Linked DNA regions of Gossypium hirsutum: all the other regions are linked to region 3. Evidence: chromatin contacts called from public Hi-C data. All regions are on one chromosome and are shown on one strand. Each heading gives the region's core, a stretch centred on a gene start, on an enhancer-like site or on the middle of the called end of the contact. The rest is flanking DNA. Distances are from core to core; before and after follow the strand shown. Region 1 holds the start of LOC107896533 (NEDD8-conjugating enzyme Ubc12). Region 2 holds the start of LOC107896896 (probable galacturonosyltransferase-like 1). Region 3 holds the start of LOC107896507 (calcium uniporter protein 2, mitochondrial).

Region 1 (3,252 bases), core at 171-2,670, 150 kb before region 3:
AATCAATATTTGGATGGTAGACCTGGATATTCGAGTGCAACATGATACAAGCCGGGTTATAACCAAAAGCATGCGAGACCACAGCATGAATTTAGAAAACAAACATATAAATAAGGTAAGCCAGTCTACCTTGGTCTTGCACTTAACTTTGGGTGCCTCATGTGGATAGACGGGAGAAACTTGAAAGGAGAATAAAAATGTGCCACCGCTGAAACAGCAGCAGCCAATCAGTTTTATACTTGTTATAGCATTATTAATATAAGAAGATGAACGTAAAAAAACTCTTATAAGCATGTCATGTCTTCTCCAATAAACAAAAACTTTAACCAAAAAATTTGTGCTAGAGAGCAAAAGAAAACTTGTGTTAAAATAAGAGGCATGAAAGAAATTCCTTACAAATAATATCCTTCATCGGGGCGAATTGAAACCTCAAAATTCATCAGGTTATCCTTTCCATTTGGAAATGTTATAGCACAAGATTTGGGTAGGTTAAGCTCAGAAATATCTACACGTAGAAAGACAAAATAAAACATGAGAATCACACTAGGATCAAACACCAGATGCGCTTGAGCCAATAGATTCAGTGCTAGAACAACATATAGTTGAATAGATCAGTAAAGCTAAAGAAAATTAGCAGTAACACACCAAAAGCACCAAATCATAAAAAATAATGGATCTCTATCACAGAACTAAAGGAAATTTAAACAACTCAATCCATTATAAATGTGAAGCAAACCTTTGTGCAAACGCAACTCTCCTGGACTTTGCTTTTTAGTAGGAGCTCCCCCATTTGCATTTTCAGCAAGTTCTCTCTGCTTTTCCTTTACTTTAAACAGCCGAATCATAACTCCTACATATATATTAAAATTTAAAGTGAACCCATTCATTTCCATAGCCTTAACATCAAATTCCAGTTACCGCAGCAAAGCAATATCCATTCAGAATCTAAAGATTCAAAACCAAAGCATTAAAACAAAAACATTTGTTCTTAACAAACCCTAACTGAAAAATCTAGCCTTTATTATCAAACTCGATTTCCATACTTTTGAGCTGTTGACGATCAGAATCCATTTTCTTTTAATAAGACCACTCATTTACCTGATCCGAAGTTATTTTAACTAGACTAATTTAAAACTACTTAAAAAAACAAAAGAAGTGCCTCTTTTTTTCCCCATCTTTGCAATAATAGAATTTGAACAACAAAAAGAGATTCAAAATGAAATTAATTCTAGCAGATCATAATTCATGATACAACTAGTTGCAAAAATAGAAGAGATCGTTAAAGAAAAGAGAAAATGAATCTAACAAAAGACTTAAGTAATCAACGCCGATTAAAAGAGCAAGTGAGAAAAAAAGAAAAAAAAAGGTAGTGTGTTGGATTTATGATATTGTAACAAACCTGTTGGAGGAAAAGCCGAAGAAAGAAAAGAAGGAACTAAGGGATCTTTATTGTTTTAAAGAAAAAAGCAGAAACTAAGGGGAAATTGATGAAGAGAAGGGACAAAAGGAGGGGGTTTAGGATATGGATGCCTGAAGGAAAAGTAAAGGAAAGAGAGAGAAAGGAAATGACACGAAAGCTGGAGTGGAGGATGGACCCACTTGTTTTGTTTTTTTCTTTGGTGAAAAACTAGCGTCTGCAGTTTTGCGGCCTTATATTTGTAATCAAACCAATGTGCTTCAAAATTCAACGACATTTCACCTATATTTTTAATATTCACTTGCATTTATTGCGAATCAGTGGGAATACAAAGTATTTTTACCAATCCAATCCCAAGTGTCATTTTAAATTTTGTTGTCTAATTTGATTGTCGAGGAGGAGATCACTTGCCACTGTGATCAAATCATAAATTATTATGCGATGCTCGCTTTAAAAGCCTAAGAGTTGAAGGCTGCGTCACAATCTAGCTTGAGATATCCAGGGGAGTTAGAGCAAGCCCCCCTGAACTCGATGAAACCATGAAAAACATCATTCCCATATTGGATTGGATCCTTTGCTATTCCTTCCCATGTTTACTAATAATTCCATGATATAAAGTTTTGCCCAAGGGAAGAATTTGATACGAAAAGGAGGGGGGAGGGGAGACCACTGGTGGTAGGGAGCTGAGAGAGGGACGGGGAGAGAATTTTTTTTTTAATATTAATATTCAGATTTTCTTTTTCTTTTTTTTCCTTTCAATTCTAAAAAAATGGGTAAAGTCAAATAATGTTTACGTAGGGTTAATCGAGTAACAGTAATTAAGTTTAAATGCTACATTTAACCAAAAAAAAAGGTTTAAGTGAACACATATATAATTTAGAAGGTAATTTTTTAATTAAGTCTTGAAAAAAAATAAAGGATGAGAGGATAGCTTGAGGGGTACTATTTTAGGAAATAAATTACCATATACAATCAATCATGTCATTTATATATAAAAACTTTAATGGTTTTTCTTTTATTTTTTAAAAATTAAAAAAAATTACATTTATTTTTAATTATTATTTAACTTAAATATATAAAATCAATATGATATGGAAACAATGACTATTCCATGACCATAATTTTAGCATTTAATTTGAAACAATATATGAATATTTATCAATTTAAATAAAATTATAAACCATATAATGCTAAGAATTAAAAAAAATTTAATATCTTAAATTTGGAAATAAAGAATGCATAAAATAACTTCAAAAATTAAAGTGCATAAAAGAAATACTAAAAAAACTTATAGGAACGGTCTTGTTATTGGCATGTAATATCTTAAATTTGTGTTATGTGAAAAAAAATAATTTAACAACTGTTATGTCAATACACAATATTATTTAGTATTTTTATTTGATTTTAATAGAATTAAAAGATAAATCTCAAAATTATATATGAATTTTGATTAAATATATAATATTACATAAATTTTTATTTTACATAGTTTTATACATGAAAATTTTTTTATTCAGTTTTCACAAATTAATGATATAATCATCTATATAGAAACATTTTACTTTTACATACAGCATACACAAATAATTATTTTTATCTAATAAATAAATTAATTAATGTATTTATTTTTTTAAATGTATAGAATTCAATCAAAATTAATGTTTTATGTATACGTTTAAATTACAATCAAAATTTCATATGTATGATTACACAAAAATTTATACATCAAAATTGCACAATAAATCAAAAATTATGTATAATTTTAAAATTTATCACTAAAATTAAATACTTATATTTCTTTCAATCAATTTTAATTTGATTTGATCATGACTAAT
Region 2 (3,349 bases), core at 718-3,217, 180 kb after region 3:
GGTAAAATATATGAAAATATTATACGAAACCTCACTTTACGAAGACAAATCTCAGTTTGAGAGCTGAGAGTGAGTGAAACTATGGGGATTGCCGCTTGAAGCTGACCCCTTTTACTCCTTTTTTTTCTTTTTCAACTATCATCTTCACATTCTGGGGGTAAACCGTGTGGCTTAGGTCGAAACGTTTGATTCCATATTCAACGATTCAGTCGTAATTTCTTTATTTATTTTAAAGAAAAAAAAGTAAGATTCGAAACTTAATTTTCAAAATAAAGGGGTGAGAGATGGCAGTGCCGACAGCAGAAGGTTGTCAGTGTCGGTTGAAAAGGGTAGCATGATTGCATGAGGTTCAACTTTTTTTTTTTCCTTTTTATATCAAAGATCCAGAGAAGAAATTCGAAGGGGTTCTAATCAAAGAATAAAGAAGAGGGGTGTTTAATTAAGAAGGCTGGGGTCATCGTGTGGAGAGAAATAGGGGGTTTGTCATGTGTAGCACATGCAAAGCTTTGCCTTCGGTTTATTTATTTATTTATTAATTTATTAATTGCTTCGTGTAAACTCTATTAATGAAAGAGGGAACCATGCATGTCCCACTCACATCCTTTGTGTTAATAACTAACGGCAACTAACTCATTTGAGTACAATGGAATTCGAAAGTAGCTAGCCCATATATTGTGTTACCTACCTTTTCATATTAATCTTGTAAGCATATAATATAAATTAAGGCCAATTAGGTAAGAAGCTTTATGTTGGCCAAGAAAATCAAGTTACAAGTTTTGTGTAACTCATTTTTTCTCTAAATTGCAATAATACTTTAAAATATCAAAGATGTATGAAATAATAATCAACACTTGGAAAGGCTTATTGGATTCTTGCGAATATGACAAACGATGGCTTTCATAACATTATATTATATGATACAGGAAAAAGGGAGATATTATTATGGAACATGGTGAATATGGGCATGTAATTTTCAAAAAAGAATAAAATAGAAGTGGACGGTTTTAGTAATTATGGGAAGTCGGAGCCCATGTTAGGTCACATACTCGTGACAGAACACAAGAAGAAGTTAGATAAGGCGAGAGTGAGAGGGAAGGCAAAATGTTTAGTTAAGAGAAGCATTTCCCACCAATTTCTTGGTTTCTATGTCCCTATCTCCTAACAAAAGTGAACTTCCGTTTTGTCTTTAATAATTACCTATGACTTGCTTAGGTGGCACTCTATGGACCCACATATTGCAGCCACCTGGACTGGACGACGTTGCCTTGATAATAACTTTAGGACACCGGTAAGCTTCTGCATTTAATTTTTCACGGAATATGTGGATCAAATTAGAGACCAAAAGAATAAAATAATACTATTTTTTTTTTAATATTTTGTTTTTTTGTTACGCTGAACATGCAAATCCTTAGATTGAAGGCAAAAACTCTTGTGCTAGGGCTTTCTCTAGACGCGGATGGCTCAACTAGATCGTTGATAATACGTCGTTGTAAATTCAAGTTAACTACAATCTGCCCTTTTTGTCTATTTTTTTTTATATGGTGAAAAGGAATGAAAACCAAGAAAATTGGAGAAAGAATGTTGACATTATGGGTTCTAGATACAGTAAAAAAGCTAGTTTTAACGTATTTTCTTTCCCAACCTTACCATGTTTAATTAGGAAATCTTGAATGAAAGACATTCCATATTTTACCATAAAACGGAAACTATATCGTAATGACTTGATTTGCTACCATATTTGTACTCATTAAACCCTACTACCATATAAATCACCAACTGACTTGACTGCAATTTTTGTAATTATGTCAATCAATACAAGGAGCATTAAAGAAGAAGGTAAATATATGGTTTTAATTAATTTAATAGATTCATATGATTATTTTTAAGATTTAAAATTTAAATATATGTTGCTTCATTTTCAATATGCGATCTTTTTCTTTATAAAAAGGGAAAAAATTTTGCAACAAGCAAATGTGAAGCCGAAGACTTGAGAGTTTGAATTGTTTCAAAAACCTTTACTTTGGGTGGCTGCATCACCCCTTTTTTGGCACCGTGGGAACCAAGGATCCGTCCCCGCCCCCACTCTTAAAAGGTTAATAAACGTAGTCTAAACACTTTATAGCCCTTTCTTAATTTCCAATATCCTCTTGGATTCCCTCCAACAAAATGCCTAAACCACATGATCACCTCCACCGACACCACCTTCTTCTCCTCCTCTTCCTCCTCATCACTGCCACCAATTCTGCCCCTGCCTCCGCCACTACCACTAATTATCAAAGATTCAAAGAAGCTCCACAGTTTTACAACTCTCCCGCTTGCCCTTCCTTGGACACCAATGAAATGTGCTCCCACCAAGCTGTCCATGTTGCAATGACCCTAGACGCTGCCTACTTACGTGGGTCAATGGCTGCCATTCTCTCCGCCCTCCAGCACTCTTCTTGCCCTCAAAACATCCGCTTCCACTTCATCCCCTCCGCCACCGCCAACCACCACCACCTCCGCCTCACAATCTCCCGCTCTTTCCCTTCCCTCAAGTTCCAAATCTACCCATACGACTCCTCCAAGGTGTCAGGACTCATTTCCACCTCCATCCGCTCAGCGCTTGACTGCCCTCTCAACTATGCCCGCAACTACCTCGCCAACCTCCTCCCACCGTGTCTCAGCCGAGTCGTTTACTTAGACTCCGACCTCGTCCTCGTCGACGACATTGCTAAACTCGCCGCGACGCCGCTCGGAGACCGCTCGGTTTTAGCTGCACCGGAGTATTGCAACGCCAACTTCACTTCCTACTTCACCCCAACCTTCTGGTCAAACCCAACGTTATCTCTAACATTTGCCGGACGCAAAGCCTGTTATTTCAACACTGGGGTAATGGTGATAGATTTGCAAAGATGGCGACAAGGAGATTACACTACCAAGATTATAGAATGGATGGAGCTTCAAAAGAGAATAAGGATCTATGAGTTAGGGTCCTTGCCACCGTTTTTGCTTGTCTTTGCAGGGAATATAGCTCCTGTTGATCACCGGTGGAACCAACATGGCCTCGGAGGAGATAACTATAGAGGATTGTGTAGAAATTTGCATCCTGGTCCAGTTAGCTTACTGCATTGGAGTGGGAAAGGGAAGCCATGGGTGAGATTAGATGCAAACAGACCTTGTCCTTTGGATGCTTTATGGGCTCCGTATGATCTGCTGCAAACACCATTTGCCTTGGAGTCCTAAAATTTTGGTATCTTAATTATTTTTATATATGATTATGTTTTCATATCTAGGCCTGAGATTTTTAGTTGGATGAGGCCATAGAACATACACACAACATAGATTTGAGTGTAAAATTAAGATGTTTCTC
Region 3 (3,195 bases), core at 506-3,005:
TTTTCTAATTAAGTTGAATGACAGCAATAATAAATAATAATCATAAAAATCATTTGGTACACTAATAATAAAATATTTTGAACTCCAAAAGTTGTATTAAAAAAAGTAACATCTGTCAATCCATTAATTCTTTTTCTTAATATTATACCCATAGAAAGTTAAAAAAAATAAAATTCACAGCGTGTAGAATAACAATCTTAGAAAAAAGATATCAAAATCCCTAAAACCGTAATTTCAACCAAATTAAACTTTATTAATTTATTCATAAATGTGCCCTAAAATAATTTTTATAATCAGTTGGATTTGCTTAAAATATTGTTGAAGAAAACTTTTAAACATTGTGATCCAACTACTTATTTAGGAGTTATCTGGTTAAGTTGATAGGTTAATATTAATATAAAATAAAGTTTTAATATATTATCTTAAATTATGCAGAAAATTAGATGTATTTTTTAAGATGAAAACATTAATCATGTGATTAAATTCTTTTTTATTTTATGTTATCTTTTAAAATAAGTGTTGAATCTAGAATCAAATTTGGTTATGGATCTAATCTAAACCCCAGCATTCGAAGAACAACAAAAAGAAAATCTAAGCACCACATCACCTTCCTATATTTCTTCTTTATCCTTAAATAAATAACATATATTCATGAAGCTGTCTTGAAACATTTACATTACTTAAGCTTCATTTGATGGATAAGGAAAATAATTTTGTCACATTCATTATTATTTTAGTTTCAAATAATATTGTTTTGTACATCTAAATTATTATCATTAGCATTAATCGTTATTAAAATGATTTAAGTTAACATTTTTAAATTTAGATCAAAATAAATTTAGCCACTTTAGAACTGATATGTAAATATTGAATCAATTTGGAATGGTTGAATATATGTTTCTCCCCACAATAAAACCAAAAGAATATGGTCGGATTACAAATGCTTGGGAGGATTTGAGTTAGAATTAGTCGTGAGCTATAATTATGTTAAAATGTTCAATAATTAAGGGATTATAAAGTGAATAAAAAACGAATATTTCAAATTTGTTTTAACCATCAAATCTTTTTCATATTTTATTAACTCCTCAAATGCTTTGACTGTGATACTGTTTTTTTTTTATTATTATTATCTTACAGCCACCAGGTGGCAATCGTTATATCAACTCCTTGACGAAATTTTTGTCACCCAAAGAAAAATAAAATAAAATGTTGAGGATTTATCGTGAACGCAAACAACTTTAAAGATTTTGTTTATTACATAAATACCAAAATATATGTGGCGACACGTTTGTGTGAACGTTTATATTCATCCATCCAACCCCAAAAAGGAAACTTGATTTGCTTTCCACTTCTGTCTTAGCTGCCGTCAAACACACAGAAATTTTCCCATGTAATCCAAACCCTTCTATTTATTCTCACCTTCTAGATTTCTTCCGCTAATAATGTTACACGTGTTCAACAAATCAGTATTTATGAATTACAAAATGAAAGTCAACATCAGGTAAGGCGCGAATGATAAATTTTCATATGATCTGACGGTTCAAAAGGTCATTTGTAGTTCAAGCTCAACCCTCCACGTGTAGTGTGATTAGCTCATGCTCTTCGATATTTCCTCTCGTGAAATCGGTTCTCCAATTTCTCGTTCCGATAAATTGAAAAGAATCGCCCCTAACGAGATGATCCTATAAGCATGCTCGAAAATGTAAGGCAGGGAGTAATCTAAAGTGCGAAGTATGTTTTCAAATCTCTCAAATTCTCGCGTTATTTTCATTCTTTTTTTGTAAATTTCTATTTTTCTGTTTATCTTCCTCCATTGTTGGACCCTATAAAACGGGCCAAAACCTTCATTGATTGTGCCAACACCAAGCGAGCAAAGCTTTCAAATCTTCTAAACTCTATCCCCCCCACCCCAGAAAAAAAAAAAAACAACAACAACAACAACTTTTTGATAATTAGTTAGCTTCTTTAATTTCTAGCAATGGCGTTGAGGAAAACCTTGGCAGAGAAGCTTTTTAATATTTCGAAAATTTCTTCGCAAGCTGTTACTAACTGCCGGATTTCCTCACCGACGGTTCAGAAGCGGATCGCAAGAAAAACGGGGAAAGCAGCAACCGGTATGACGGTGGATCCAGTAGATGCTAAGGGTAACGGCCATGGCATGTTCAGGCGGTTTCTTCATAAAGGATCTATGGCTTCACCGGCGATGAGGAAGTTACCGATGGGGGAGAATTTAATGGAGAGATTAAGGGAAATCGATGTGTCCAGGGATCGCATCCGGTTAGACGGGTTGAGCTCGCACTTGGAGGCGAAATCGGCGGTTTCGGAGCTGCCTGCACTGTCCGTTCGGGAAGCGAAGAAGTTGTTAAAGGTGGCGCAGTTGGAAGTGGTGAAAACGAAGCTGAGAGAGACAGGGAAAATCTGGATTTCTTATTCCGACTTTCTTCGGATTTGCGGAGAAAGTTGTTCGGATCATGAACAAGGATTGCAGTTTGCGAAATTGCTAGATGAATCAGGAACCGTCGTCGTATTAGGAAACATCGTCGTTTTACGATCGGAACAGGTAGATAAATTTTTTTGTCTATTTATTATCTCTTGAAATTTTATATTGAAAGCAGATAAGATCTTATTTATGTTTTGGCTTACAACGATAGCATATATGTATACATTAAAATTACATGCTTATGGTGATGGTGATGAAAAGTAGGTCCCGAATTCAATTCACTTATTATTAGCATTAGAAGCTACCGAAAACTGATTTTCTGGGTTTCTTTTTCTGCTAATTTCAACAGGATTTTTTTTTTACTACAGGTCTCTAAAAACGTATCACATTTGAGATGGTTTCTGAGAATTGAACTGAAGGACCCAAATTTTTTATAAATAAATCCCTCGGATGTTTCTACAGTATGACCACAAATATCACAACTTTTTTTTCACAGTTAATCTCCTGGGCTTTTATAAATAAAGCCCTTGGATGTTTCTACATTTTGTTTTGCATGCATATTCTCCAACTTTTGAGTTGGTAGAGGGCGAGGGGTGATGATGGGAGTTATGTTTTAATGGGCAACGAATTGGGGAAGATGTGTTTGGATGTTTAGATTTGAGGAGATGTACGAAACTATTGAGCGGAAAGGTGGCGTTGTCGAACAAGGAAAATGGTTGGTGGAGGAATAGAGGTTGGAATGGCCTCATATGATA

The links. Hi-C and Micro-C count contacts between places; a contact is called where the count stands out from the background.
Region 1: a contact with region 3 is called in a Hi-C map of leaf, with 2.6 times the contacts expected there. The contact joins the promoter of LOC107896533 here to the promoter of LOC107896507 in region 3. A contact is called at or near these places in 9 of 34 Hi-C or Micro-C datasets (callus, hypocotyl, leaf and 1 more).
Region 2: a contact with region 3 is called in a Hi-C map of leaf, with 3 times the contacts expected there. The contact joins the promoter of LOC107896896 here to the promoter of LOC107896507 in region 3. A contact is called at or near these places in 12 of 34 Hi-C or Micro-C datasets (anther, callus, leaf and 1 more).

Annotation. Positions count from the first base shown.
Region 1 is chrA11:28,146,193-28,149,444 of Gossypium_hirsutum_v2.1, forward strand. It overlaps LOC107896533 (NEDD8-conjugating enzyme Ubc12), which reads right to left and starts at 1,421. Exons shown (of 6, transcript XM_016821727.2): 1 at 1,400-1,421; 2 at 737-850; 3 at 397-505; 4 at 130-208; 5 at 1-22. The coding sequence starts at 845.
Region 2 is chrA11:28,466,981-28,470,329 of Gossypium_hirsutum_v2.1, forward strand. It overlaps LOC107896896 (probable galacturonosyltransferase-like 1), which reads left to right and starts at 1,968. Exons shown (of 1, transcript XM_041081775.1): 1 at 1,968-3,349. The coding sequence starts at 2,167. The coding sequence ends at 3,222.
Region 3 is chrA11:28,291,171-28,294,365 of Gossypium_hirsutum_v2.1, forward strand. It overlaps LOC107896507 (calcium uniporter protein 2, mitochondrial), which reads left to right and starts at 1,756. Exons shown (of 2, transcript XM_016821690.2): 1 at 1,756-2,560. The coding sequence starts at 1,979.